Linked DNA regions of Mus musculus: region 1 is linked to region 2. A link is a contact called in public promoter capture Hi-C data. All regions are on one chromosome and are shown on one strand. Each heading gives the region's core, a stretch centred on a gene start, on an enhancer-like site or on the middle of the called end of the contact. The rest is flanking DNA. Distances are from core to core; before and after follow the strand shown.

What was found. Promoter capture Hi-C pulls out the DNA fragments that hold promoters and counts their contacts.
Region 1: a contact with region 2 is called in a promoter capture Hi-C map of pre-B cells, with 2.9 times the contacts expected there. The contact joins the promoter of Kazald1 here to the promoter of Mms19 in region 2. A contact is called at or near these places in 2 of 39 promoter capture datasets (cranial neural crest and pre-B cells).

The regions. Positions count from the first base shown.
Region 1 is chr19:45,073,084-45,079,178 of GRCm38.p6, reverse strand. It overlaps Kazald1 (Kazal-type serine peptidase inhibitor domain 1), which reads right to left and starts at 3,092. Exons shown (of 5, transcript NM_178929.5): 1 at 2,943-3,092; 2 at 1,966-2,515; 3 at 723-883; 4 at 471-618; 5 at 1-312. The coding sequence starts at 2,497. The coding sequence ends at 212. Gm35782 (a long non-coding RNA gene) reads left to right here and starts at 4,070. Exons shown (of 4, transcript XR_877888.1): 1 at 4,070-4,157.
Region 2 is chr19:41,979,538-41,985,796 of GRCm38.p6, reverse strand. It overlaps Mms19 (MMS19 cytosolic iron-sulfur assembly component), which reads left to right and starts at 4,661. Exons shown (of 31, transcript NM_028152.3): 1 at 4,661-4,798. The coding sequence starts at 4,684. Ubtd1 (ubiquitin domain containing 1) reads right to left here and starts at 4,034. Exons shown (of 3, transcript NM_145500.3): 1 at 3,789-4,034. The coding sequence starts at 3,858.

The DNA of each region.
Region 1 (6,095 bases), core at 1,843-4,342, 3.1 Mb before region 2:
TACTGAACTAAATCAGTTCCGCTGCGCTCATCTCTACCGCGGACGCTTCTGAAAGATGAGTTTTGAGGAAAGATGAGCTGAGGCTACACTGAGCATTAAACAATCCATGTAAGGACCCTGCTCGCCTTTTCCAGTCTTCTCCGGGCTTTCTAGACAGCAAGGATGCAGGGCTCTGTCCACATGCCCACACCTGCAAAGCAGAGATCTGGACCTAGTAGTAATCGCCCAACTCTTCACTTTCTGCCTCCTCCTCCTCCTCAGGAAACAAACTCCGTGATTGCAGCTGGGAGAATCCCGTGGCGTTCAGCTGCTCTGCAAACATACGTGGTGAAGGAAAAAGGGTCAGGGGAGAGACTTGGTGTATGGGAAGGCACGCGTGTGTGTCCGAATCACATGCAGCCTGTTCCTTACAGGCATCCAAGAGTCCTAATGCAGCCCATCCTGGTGCCCAGCGCTCAGGGCTCCCTTACCTGGTGTGAGCACTGTGAGGGTTGCAGAAGCTTCCGCTTGGCCCAGAGCATTCCGGGCAAGGCAACGGTAGGTGCCCTCATCACTAGGGCGCAAAGCTTGAATCTGTAGCCAGCCAGTCACCTCAAACTTCTGAGGTCCACCCCTAAACTGGAGACAGACCTTGCTGTCAGCAAGGTCATCTGCAGAAGTCCTGTTTTTTTGTTTTTGTTTTTGTTTTTTCAAGGAGTATGCCCCTGCTCCCTGTCCCCTACCTGCACAGAGATATGAGGGTCATCCCCCGGCAGCTGGATGTCCAAGCCATCTTTCCTCCACTCAATCGAGGCCATGGGGTAGGCAAACACCTCACAGCCAAAGATCACATCCTGTCCGGTCACATTCCAAATATTGTGAGGCTGCGACAGGATCTGGGGCTCTGGGGCAGGGGGATGGAAATATGAGGCTTGAGAACAGGAGGCTGTATCCAGCTCGGGGAGGACACAATTTACAAATTGATGTGGATATGTTGGGAGCGGGACACAAAGCATGCCAAGGGCAACATGCATCTGCAAACAAAATATGCCACAAGCCAGGAGACGTACAAAAGTAGGGGGGATGCACACAAGGGCACAACAGCCAAGTTCGGAGGTGCACAGGCACAGAGAGCAGTGTCCATTACACAGACGTTGCCTACAGACCCACAGCTTAGCTAGATAAACATGCTCTGTCCTGGACTGCTCCGCTGCCCTCATTCTACCCAAGGGCCCCTTTCCTGCGGGTCGTGTAACCAACACCTCCCTCCCTCCTTCCCCCTTTTCTAACTAGGCCCAGTTCCCAAAGGCTTGAAGAGCAGCCACATTCCAAATGTCGTGAGAATACGACAGGATCTGGGCTCCGAGAGGGAGGAGGTGGGAAAAACACCGCAGCAGGGGAACCTGAAACCTCCTTGTTGCACGGCAGAAAACTGTTGGGACCCCCCCCCCCGCCCCTGCTAGTGCATTTATTTCCACTGCAACTCCAGCCTAGCCAGACTATAGAGTAGGTAAAAGCTGAGGAAGTGTGGGTGGCCAAACGAAAACCACAAGCTTGAACATCCCCAACCCCAACCCAAAGGATGAGGGACAAGAGAGGCAAGAAGCTATCTTCCCTTCTCTAATTCCTAAATGCGTGAGAAAACTGATAGGCGGGAGCCAGGGTTAACAGGATGCATCTCACAGGGCTCCAGCAGTCTACGCAAAGTTTTGGGTGAAGGGGGGTCCTTTCAGTTCAGACCCAGCTATTGGCTATGTGCCTGTTCCTTCGGAGGCCAGTCCCTGCAAGGACCTGCCTGGATAGAGCTCTTAGGCACCTCAAACCTGGCAACAAATCTCAACCTGCTTTTTAGTTGGCAGCCTTTGAGGCTCATGGTCTCCCTCAACTATTCATTCTGCTGACCACAGAGCAACGCTGTCGGGGATCCGGGAGTAGTGCCTTTGGGGAGCCAGGGTTCCTGGTACTAAAAGCCCTGGACTTGCGTACCCGATTCGCAGGGCCCCGGATGCACCACAGTGAGGTTAGCGTCCAGCCGAGCGCGGGCGGCCTCCTGCAGGCGACAGATCTGCGCGTAGGTTCGGCCGTCCGAACCACAGAGCGGGCGCTGCGAGCGGCAGACACACAGCGGCTCCGGCACCTCTCCTCGACTCAGGTCACCGCCCGCGTCCAGCCTGCACTCGAGCTGCTCGCCGCAGCGCCCGTAGAAGTTAGCGCTGGGGTCCAGATCGCAGAGCTGGCCCTCCAGGTTTGCGCATTCCCAGCAGCAGCCGCACGCATCCCGCACCCGGCCTGCTAGGCATCCCCGCGGCGCAGCGCACTCTTCTGGCCGGCAGGGAGCACAACCCTCGCCCTCGGCTAGCAGCCGCAGCCAGCCTCGCCGCAGGTAATCGGGGCCTGTGGACGGCCTCGCGCTAACGGGTAGCTGGGTCCACACCACCAGCAATAATGGTAGTAGCAAGGACAGCGCCAAGGTAGGTGCAGCATAGTTAGCTGGAAGCCCTGTGAACACTCGGGGCATCGGCGCGTAGGTGGCACCCTGCCAGGAGAGGGAAGCCAGGTCTGGAGGTCAGAGATAAAGTCAAGGCTGTATAAAAGCTTGATTCTATCCTCTGCTACCCTGTAGCCAACTAGAAGCCCTAACAAAGAAGCCTGGTGATTCCCAGGGGTTTATGCCAGTTGGTAATTGATTAAGCTGGTCTTGGGGACTAGGGAATAAAGAGAGAGTGTATCGGGGAATGATCACTAACACCCATGCAGGGATGCACACACCCATACACAGACATACGCGTATACACACACACACATGCATACATATATGCACGCGCGCGCGCACACACACACCAGCATCACCTCCAGAAACCACCCAACTCTGATGCATCTTTGCCCCAGAGATAGATAAAACTACACTTGATGTAAAAACTTCAGGTTGGGGTGATGGTGCTGGGGACATACCAGCGACTCACCTAGTGCCTTGGACTAGGCCCTTAACAGCTGGGATTTCCAACCTAAAAAAAAAAAAAAAAAAAAAACGGTAGGGAACGAAGAGTCGCATGCACGGCCAGCCAGACCCGCAGGCCACCCCTGCTTCTGTCAGGGGATCGCTGGCAGCCCACAGACTTAAGATTCAAAGAGAAACTCCTCCGCCTCTTCTCCCCGCCCCCAGATGTCGAATACCCGCCTTCTTCCCTGGCCCCGAGGCCGATAATTTTATCCAGTCTCACAAGGACCCTCCTGGGCCTTTCACTTCGACCCTAGCCCAAAGTCACAATGAGTGTACAGAGCCGCGTAACCAGACGCCGCCACTGGGAAAGCAAAGGCTATGAGAAGAGAATAGGGGTGGAATGGCCGAGGAGCTCAAACTGTTGGCTGAGCCTCAGGTCCTGTCTCATCTGATTTAGGTCTGGAGAGCGGCAAACAGCTACAATATAGAAAGAAGGAAAGGCTAAGAAATTTTACTCAATGTAAAATTGACTTCAACACTATGGGCGTTTCTGGAGGCCAGGCTCGGGGCCAGCTTCCTCTGGGCACGGTTTGCAGCTGTGTTCACCCAGTCTCTCCACTGGGGCGCAGACTAGACTATAAGCTTTTCCAGCTGCCATCCACATCTGGCTACCTCCCTCCCAATATAGGGCAGGTGCTTGAACCCGCGGAGGAGCCTGGTGATTAGAGGTCGGAACTGACTAGCGGCCGCAGCAAGGCCGGCGGGTGACTCCCCATAGGGCGTCTCTGGGCTCCGGATTACAGGTTGCAAAATTCGAGCATGTCGGGGCCAAAAGTGTTCAGTCTGGAGACCTCCGCCAACGCCACGGTGGCACTTTTGGGTTAGGGGCAGGAAGCAAAGCATCCCCGGAGGCCCGCCCACCACCCCGAGAATGGCAGGCCCCGCCCCCGCCGGCCCCCAAACAGCTTCCAAAAACCGCAATCCAAGCTCCTAGGAGGAGGAGGAGCAGAAGGAAACCGGGCTTTTAGGCAAGGGAAGGGTGGGGCTTATATAGGCCCCGCCCAGAAGGCGTCAGAGGTTCTGACTGCGCGTGCGTCCGCGGCCTGCGGCGGCTCCGCTCTACCCTGCGAGGAAGAAGCACTGCAGTCACCGCGCAGTTCTGACTTTGGCCGAGCCCTCCTCAAAGGAGCGTTCAGTCAGCAGAGACGCTGCCTCTGATCAGAGGGGTTCCGACAAGGTAGAAGAGAGCTGTACACAGGCAATCCCAAACTCCGAGGAGACGGGAAGCGAATTTCACGCGAGGTTTCGGGATTGTCGCGAGAATCCCAACGGCAAGCTAGAAAAGGAAAAGCCCGCGGCTTTTAAGCCAGGAAAGAACGAGGGCAGGCAGATTCCGATGGTGGTGCTAGGCAATCCCTTGGTTGGAGGACGCGTTAACTGTTGGCCTGGGAGCAGAAGTGAAGCGAGAATTGCAGGATGTTTTGGAAAAGGCGCGAGGAGGGCTTGCCTGGTGGAGGAATGGAGACACTCTAGGGGAGGTCCCTAGCTGTAACTGGGGGCGGTGATCGTTGCCCGATGTAGAGTGGGAGCTGTCCAGGTCTAAATGAGGAACTGTGAGCTTTCAGCCCTAGGAGCCACTATCAAAATCCCCAGCGTCAGGGTCCTAGACACGCTTTCCATCTTAATCGTTGCCGGCGTTTACTGTTAGTCTTCGCGCCTCTAGTAGGAATCACTGTGTCTTCTGTCTCTGTACTCCCCACCCCCACCCCCACCCCCCGCCCGAGACCGACTGCTAAGGAAGTTCTTGGGAAGCATTTGTGCTTTAAAAGTGAAAGACTCCCTGGTTCTGAAAGATGCAGTCACTAATGAGAGGCTAGGGATTAACTCGACGGAGAACGAGCGCCCTCTGGTGGGTTTGCAGCAGCTGCGACTCGTGACAATGCATACTGTCTATACTTTGAAAACGTTCTTACAGTAGTCTTGCGTTGCTGATGATTAAACCCGGGACTTTTAGAGTTAAGCCAGAACTGTTGTCACCGAGCAGTATCTCTGACCCAATAATAATATTTTAGAAAGGAGTTTGTTCGCATAGGGCAGTTTGAAAGCCTAGCTACTCCTGTCTCCAGGTGCTTCTTGTCCGGCACTTTATCAGGTGAAGTTCTAAAACACGTTAAGCAGCAACCGTGGGCACCAGAAAAAGAGTTACTTAAACGTTTAAAACGTTGACTCGGTTTGACAAGCTTCCTTTTTTTTAATTTTTTTACTTATATGAGTACACTGCAGCTGTTCTCACACACTAGAAGAAAGCATCAGATCCCATTACAGATGGTTGTGAGCCACCCTGTGGTTGCTGGGATTTGAACTCAGAACCTCTGGCAGAGCAGTCAGTGCTCTTAACTGCTAAGCCATCTCTCCAGCCCTAGCTTCCTATTGTTGAAGCAAAGGAAATTACTTCTAGTCCACATGATGCGGTTACTGCCAGGCATATCAATGAACGAGGTGTGCTTCAGATGAACACCTGATAGTTCATCTTCTTCTAAAATATCTATTACTGGTTTGTGCCTATGGTGTGTATGTATATGAGTGTAGACATATTTGTGTTTGGAGCTCGGGATGATTTTCAGGACTCAGTCCATCTCCTTCCATCTTGAAGTCATCATCAGATTTGCATAGCAAGCACCCTTACCTGCTGAACCATCTTGCCGCCCCCGAGTATTTTTCTACATTACTTTTGTTTGCGCGTGTTTGAGTGCATTGTACACACTCTGTGCACATGAATGGGAGTTCTGTTCCACCCCATGAGCCCTAGGAATTGAATCAGGGCATCATGCTTGGTGCAAGTGTCCTGCCTTCCTATCATCTCTCCAAACCCCTAATCTTGTTTATGTGCCTTGGTGTTTAGTGTACCTGGGTGAGCACATCAGATCCCTTGCAACTGGAGTTATAGACAGTTGGGAGCTGCTGTGTGGGTGCTGGGAATTGAACCCAGGTCCTCTGGAAGGTGAACTGGTGCTCTTAACCACTGAGCCATCTCCACAGCCCCTCCCCCCCCTTTTATTTATGGTGAAAGCCAGTAATGGTGACACATACCTAGAATCCCAGAACTCAGGAGGTAGAGGCAGGAGAATCAGAAGTTCAAGGCCATCTTTGCCTAACCAGGGAGTTGAAGGTCAGC
Region 2 (6,259 bases), core at 3,412-5,911:
TAGGCCCAGACTTCAGACTCTTCCTCTTGAACTTCTTGTTGTTTTGTTTTCTGAGACAGGGTCTCATCATGTATCCCTGGCTGGCCCAAACCTTAATATGTAGACAAGGCTGGCCTCAAACTCACAGATCCTCCTGCCTCTGCATCCAGAGTACTAGGATTCACAATGTGTATCACCGTGTCCTACCTCTCCGCGCGTGCACACACACACACACACACACACACACACACACACACACACACACACACACACAGAGGCATATACACTCTGTCTCAGACATGAGTGTGGAAGTCAAAGAAGAACACTCAGGAGGCTGTCCTCTCTTTCTATTATGTGGATCTCAAGGATTAAACGCAGGTTGTCAGGTTTGGTGCCAAGTGACCTGACCTGCTCTGTTCAGGGGTTCATCCCACTCATGACAAAAGAAAGCAAAAGTTAGGGTTCAGTTATGGGGAAGGGTCAGGTACACCCTAAACTCAGTGTTGGGGGTTCAGTTATACGTTATAGGCCAGGAGTCTACCTCTGTGCCACCTCCTAGTTCGAGGCATCAGTCTGACAACATGAAACTGTGTCCCTGTCAAAAGGTAAAGCCACAGATACTACAGGGTGCCAAGTGCATGCTGTGACGTTAAGAGGGATCCCTCCCCTTGCACCAAATCTGTCATCCATCAGAGTAGCCCTTGGCTTTGGACTTTATGAATAAAACTATTCATAGTAGGGTCCACAGAATTAAAAGGACCATTTACTAGCAGGCTAAAAAAAAGTTGAGAGTAATATACTTCAGCAAAATGTTTGCATAAAAGATTAAAGTGGCAGGATGAAGTCAGGGTAGCTTTCTACAGTAACAAGTGCTGAGGGCTTCCTTGGTAGGAGCCACTGTGCTCAGTGCTGACTGTGTGTACATAGTTGTGTGAGTGAGTGAGCGAGCAAGTGAGGGACAGAAACAGACCAACACACAAGGAAAGACAGAAGCCAGGTCTTCAGGCTTACAGCGTCGGCTGCCGATAGAGGACTGTGAACTTCAAAGACATGACTAATAATATAGAACAGATAATTGTTAACAAAGTGGCACCATGGCACTGCTAAGTGTCTGCAGGAGTTCTCAGAAGCCACCTTTCTGCTGGGGATGGGGGCCTGCTGAGCAGGCTGCTTCAAGGGGATATGGGTATGAGCAGAGTATGTGATGTAGATATATGAAAATGTCAAAAACTAAACCCATCTTGTGTGCTGATTTAAAAAAAAAAATTAGCCGGGTGTGGTGGTGCACGCCTTTAATCCCAGCACTCAGGAGGTAGAAGCAGGCGGATTTCTGAGTTTGAGGCCAGCCTGGTCTACAAAGTGAGTTCCAGGACAGCCAGGGCTATACAGAGAAACCCTGTCTCAAAAAAACCAAATAAACAAACAAGCAAACAAACAAACAAAAGGTAGGATGTGGTGGTAGACTCCTATAATCCCAGCACTCGAGGCTGGAGAGAGTTCAAGGCCAAGCTAGGGTACATGGCTATACTAGGTACATAGGGAGTTCTAGGCCAGTCTGTTTTCATTATATTGCAAATGTCCTGTCTCAAAAGAAAAGAAATGAAGGCAAATAGGATGGATGGATGCATTTGGGGTTTGAGGTGTAATCTGAAGAAAGACTCTCCTAAAGTGGAAAAGGTATGAAAACATTACTGGCCTTAATGTCAAGGAAGAGGAAGCAATCGGGTTCTAAAAGGACCAGGCCAGACTTGCCCAGTCTTGAAAGTTAAAGGCCTTGTAGAGGTAGAAGGTACTGAACAAAAATAACTGCAGTCTGGACACACAGTGGCTTCTAGATGGAGTGTATGCAGGTATGAGATGAATGACTGATGGTGAGCTTGCCCTCCCTGGAGCTCACTGCAGCCTGGGGGAATAGCCGGGCTTGAGATGGTTTGGGAAAGGGCATGTCTGTAAGACACAATGACTCTGATGGAAGAACTAGCAGGCTCCTGTGACGAGCTGACAGAAAGCTGAGGACAAGTCAGCAGAGTACAGGACAGCGGGTAGAGATGTGCAGAACCTGTTGTGGATGGGTTGAGCCCCAGGATATCCACAGTACTGATGTCTGCCTAGACATGGGGGTCTGGGAATCAAGCTGGTAACTAAGAGACAGGGGTCTTCCTGATGGACAAAGAGTTGTGCAACTAAGTAAGCTATCTCTGGGAGGGAGTGTCATGAGGAAACCCAGATTGTCAGACTGAGCCACTGGTGTATAACAGGTGAGGGTGGGCAAGAGAAATTGAAAAGGAAAATCGGAGGATAGAGATGCAATTCAATGGCAGAATGCTTCTGTAAACTCCTGACCCTCAAAACTGGAAAAAAATAATGATAGAGAAAGGAAACCAGGATAAGGATAGCAGAGATAGAAAGCAGTTCGGAGACTGAGGTAGGAAAGGGTAGTCAACCATAAAAACACGAGGCAAGATCAAGGATGGAGCATACAAGAAATCAAAATTATTTGCTTTCTGCTTGATCAAATGTATGAATGATATAAATGAATGAATGAATGAACGAACAAAAGTCCTTGGTCAGAAGAAAGGCCAGGGTTGCTTTCAAAAGGAATTTGTAAGTTTTACTCCATCCTCCCATAAAAACGTTTCTGCTTGCACAAGTCATCCTGTCCAGCACACACACACACACATCCTTCCCAGCTTCCCCTGTGCTTCTCCCCATCTTCCTTCCCAGTTTACACAAGCAAAACAACACACCTTCAGTGTCAAAGCAGACAGGAAACTCCAACTAGAGTTTCCACTTCATTAACAACTGCGCCTGTGGCTCCTCTTACATAAAGGGGTATGTGGTAACAAGGGGGAAGAGACCGGATTCCAACCTCAGTTGCACTTCTAACTCACTGTGTGACTTAGGGGAAGCTGCCCAACCTCTCTGGATCTGTGTTTTTACATAAAAGAGAGGTAGATCTGGAAATTCAGTCCAGTGTTGAAGGTCTTTTTGCGCGCCACAGTTTATCATTTGCATAAGTTCTTTGCAACACCCCCAGAGAAGAGAGTACAAGACAGGGAAATGACCCTCAAACGAAGCGCCAGGACAGGGCTGGTGTACCAAGAAAGTGAGACCGCGCTACTGGAGCTTCGAAGATTGCCAGAGAGCAGATCCCATTCTCATGGCTGAGAGGGATCCCATTCCAAGAGCTGAGAACGCTCCTAACAAACACGAAGGCGACGCTCACCCCGCACCCCACCTTTCCTAGACTCCCAGACAGCCACCGAGGCTCCAAAAAGCCGTGTGGAGAGGTGGGAGGAAATAAAGATTTCTATTTTCCATGGTCCTGCACTGCTTTTTACAAGTCGGATTCCCGCAGACAACGACCTGCAGCCCGATAATGACACAGTGACTCGCTGGAATGAGCGACTGTGTTCGCCTCGATCGCTCCGACTTCTGGGGACGCAGGCTGCCCACGCCGCGCCCCGGCCGGCCGCCGGCCGACCCTGGCCGGGGCTGCCAGATCCGCGGCGCACTCGCTTGGCCCCCTCCGCCAGCCTCGTCGCGGTCTGGAAACATTTCCTGCCCCCGCCCCCATCCCCAGCTTCCCGGTGGGAGCGAGTTGGCCTCCCGGCCGGGTCAGCGCTCGCAGTTACCCCAACTCGCTTCCCAGACAGCCCGCGCCGGGGAGGGCCCCGTCTGGCTCCGAGAAGCCGTGGGGGAACCCAAGCGCCCGGCGCCGAGCGAGGTCGCTCGGGAACCCCAAGGTTCGGGCAAGGCAAGGGCCAACTGGCAGCGCGCCGGGACCCCGCTGCCTTTCCTGGCGTTACCTGCTCGCTTGCGGGGGTGTCCCGGAGCAGCCGGCCTCTCCCGGCGCTGTCTCCCCACGCAGTTGCCCATGCTGGCTTCTCAGCCGGTCCCCCATGCACCAGAGGCGGCGGTCGGCCGGCTGCTCCACGCTGCTGCCCCGAACCGCGGCGTCCCCGGGTCAACGACTCCCGCAGCCCGACATCGAGAGCTCCTGGATCTCCCCTGGGGAGCGCTCTGCCCGACGCCGGCTTCGCCACAAACTTTGCGGGCCAGCGGAGAGGGAGGTGGCCAGGCCAGGGGGGCCCGCGACAGTGCCCGGCCAGAGACCAGCCCGGCTGGAGGGGCGGAGGGAGGGGGCGGACACCGCCGCAGCTACTCCAGGATCACTCCGAGCTCCCAGCTGGGGCCGGCCCCCCGGAGCCTGTCACTCACCTGCCTAACCCCGCCCCGGCCCGGCCCCGCTCCCTTCCTCCCGCTTGGGGTGGCCGCGCCACGGTCGCCAGCCGCCCCAGGTGCGCATGTGACCGACGGCACCGCCCCTCGGGCCGGGTCTGGTTTTCTCATTGGCTTTTCCCAGGATGCGTACCGCCCCTCGGCCCCACCCAGCCAGGTGCCCGCCCTGTCGCCCGTCTCCCGGGGAGAGCGGCCGGGAATTATGCGCCCTCAACCGCCCCGGCTGCGTGCCCGGCAGTCACTTCCCCTCCCGGAGCCGCGCCCCGGCCCAGGCCCCGCCCTCTGGGGAGGGGCCGTTAGGTCCCTGAAGGGACTGCCTGGCCCAGAGCCGGCAGGCACGTGACCTGGAGGTGCCCCGCCCCTGAAGTCTGCGCCCAACTATTGGCCATGGAGGCGCGTGCGCGGAGAGACACATCTCGTAGCCACACCCACTTCCCCCTCCCACAATCTCTGGCTAGCGTCATGGCTGCCGCCACCGGTCTGGAGGAGGCAGTGGCGCCTATGGGCGCCCTGTGTGGCCTCGTGCAAGACTTCGTCATGGGTCAACAGGAGGGGCCCGCTGACCAGGTGGCTGCAGGTATGGCAAACAACGCCGCGAGGCTTCTGCAGGGGCCGGACCGCAGGGAGCGGCCTCAGCACCCGCGCGCGGCGGGAAGGGAGTGAAGGGAGAGGTGATTGTGATTGGTCCTCTGGCCGCTCTGCCCCCGCTGGGAGCGCTACTGCCCTAACAAGTTGGAGAGTCGCTTGCATCTTCCTTAAAGCTTTCTTTACATTCCGCATCTCGCTGTGGTCCATAGAGAATCATTACATTTCTCCGAGAGTAATAGACTTGTGCAAGGCACAGACGAGTCCGGAAGTGGAGCTGGGACTTGGACTCGGGTGTTCTGGTCCAAACCTGGTGCTTGCACCGCAGGACCGCGTTGTTTGCGGAGTGTTAGGTGAGAAGGTCTGGGTTCCAAGGGTTACGCTCCGGCCTCTTGCCTTCCTGGAAGTAGCGTGCGCTCCAGCTGTTTGAGTGGTTGTAATTGGATGGAGGAGGGGAGGAGCCAGTCTGGCTCTAGGTCGGTGGGCGTGTAGATGACTAGTGTCTTTAAAGATTCACTTATGTGTCTTAGTAGGCTTTAAAAAAAAGAATATATATATATATATAGTATGTGAGTACGCTGTCAGACACACCAGGAGAGGACATCGGATCCCATTATAGATGATTGTGAGCCATCATATGGTTGCTGGGAATTAAACTCAGGACCTCTTCAAGAGCAGTCTGTCCTCTTAATTGTTGAGCTATCTCTCCAGCCCCAAATAGGCTTTTTGATAAATTAGATTTATAACTTTTTAATGTCCCATTTTTTTATCCTTCTTCCCAGAGTTCCAATTTCAGGAATCTCTCAGTTCCGAGTTTATCCAGGATTTGAACAAATCCAGGGTGCCTCTTTAGAATTCTTTCTGAATGTTGAATGTTAGGCCTTCAGTGTCGGGTTTAAGAAATAGAATAAAAAATGGATATAGATGCGGGTTTTTAAAAATTATGTTTGGAAGTTTATGGGTGAAGAAGTTTCTTTAGCAAATTGAACAGATTAATTTTTAGAATATGTGAGAAATGAACTGCTAGAAATATATGTTGGTCCTTAGCAATAGTCCACATTCTCTGCCATTCTATTATTTCTGAGCACGTATTTTTTACCCAGCATGAAAAGAATTGAGGACAGAAATACAAATAAGATACTATCTATGGCCATCAAACTATTATAATTAGTGAGAGAAAGAACTGTGTTGTAAGAGGTAAATATATGGTTCCAGAGCATCAAGGGGCAAAAATGCCTGCTATTGGCTGGGCTTGGTAGTGCATTCCTTTAGTTCCAGGATTTGGCAGGGGGGTGGCAAGTTTGCTAGTGAGTTCTAGGCCAGCCTCAGCTACAGTGTGAGCCCCAATCTCAGAAAGAAAATAAAGCCCCTGGTACTTGCACTTAAGCTTATAACATTTTACAACTTAATCAAGTATAGTCTGTTATGGGTTATTATCAATGCCATTTCCCCC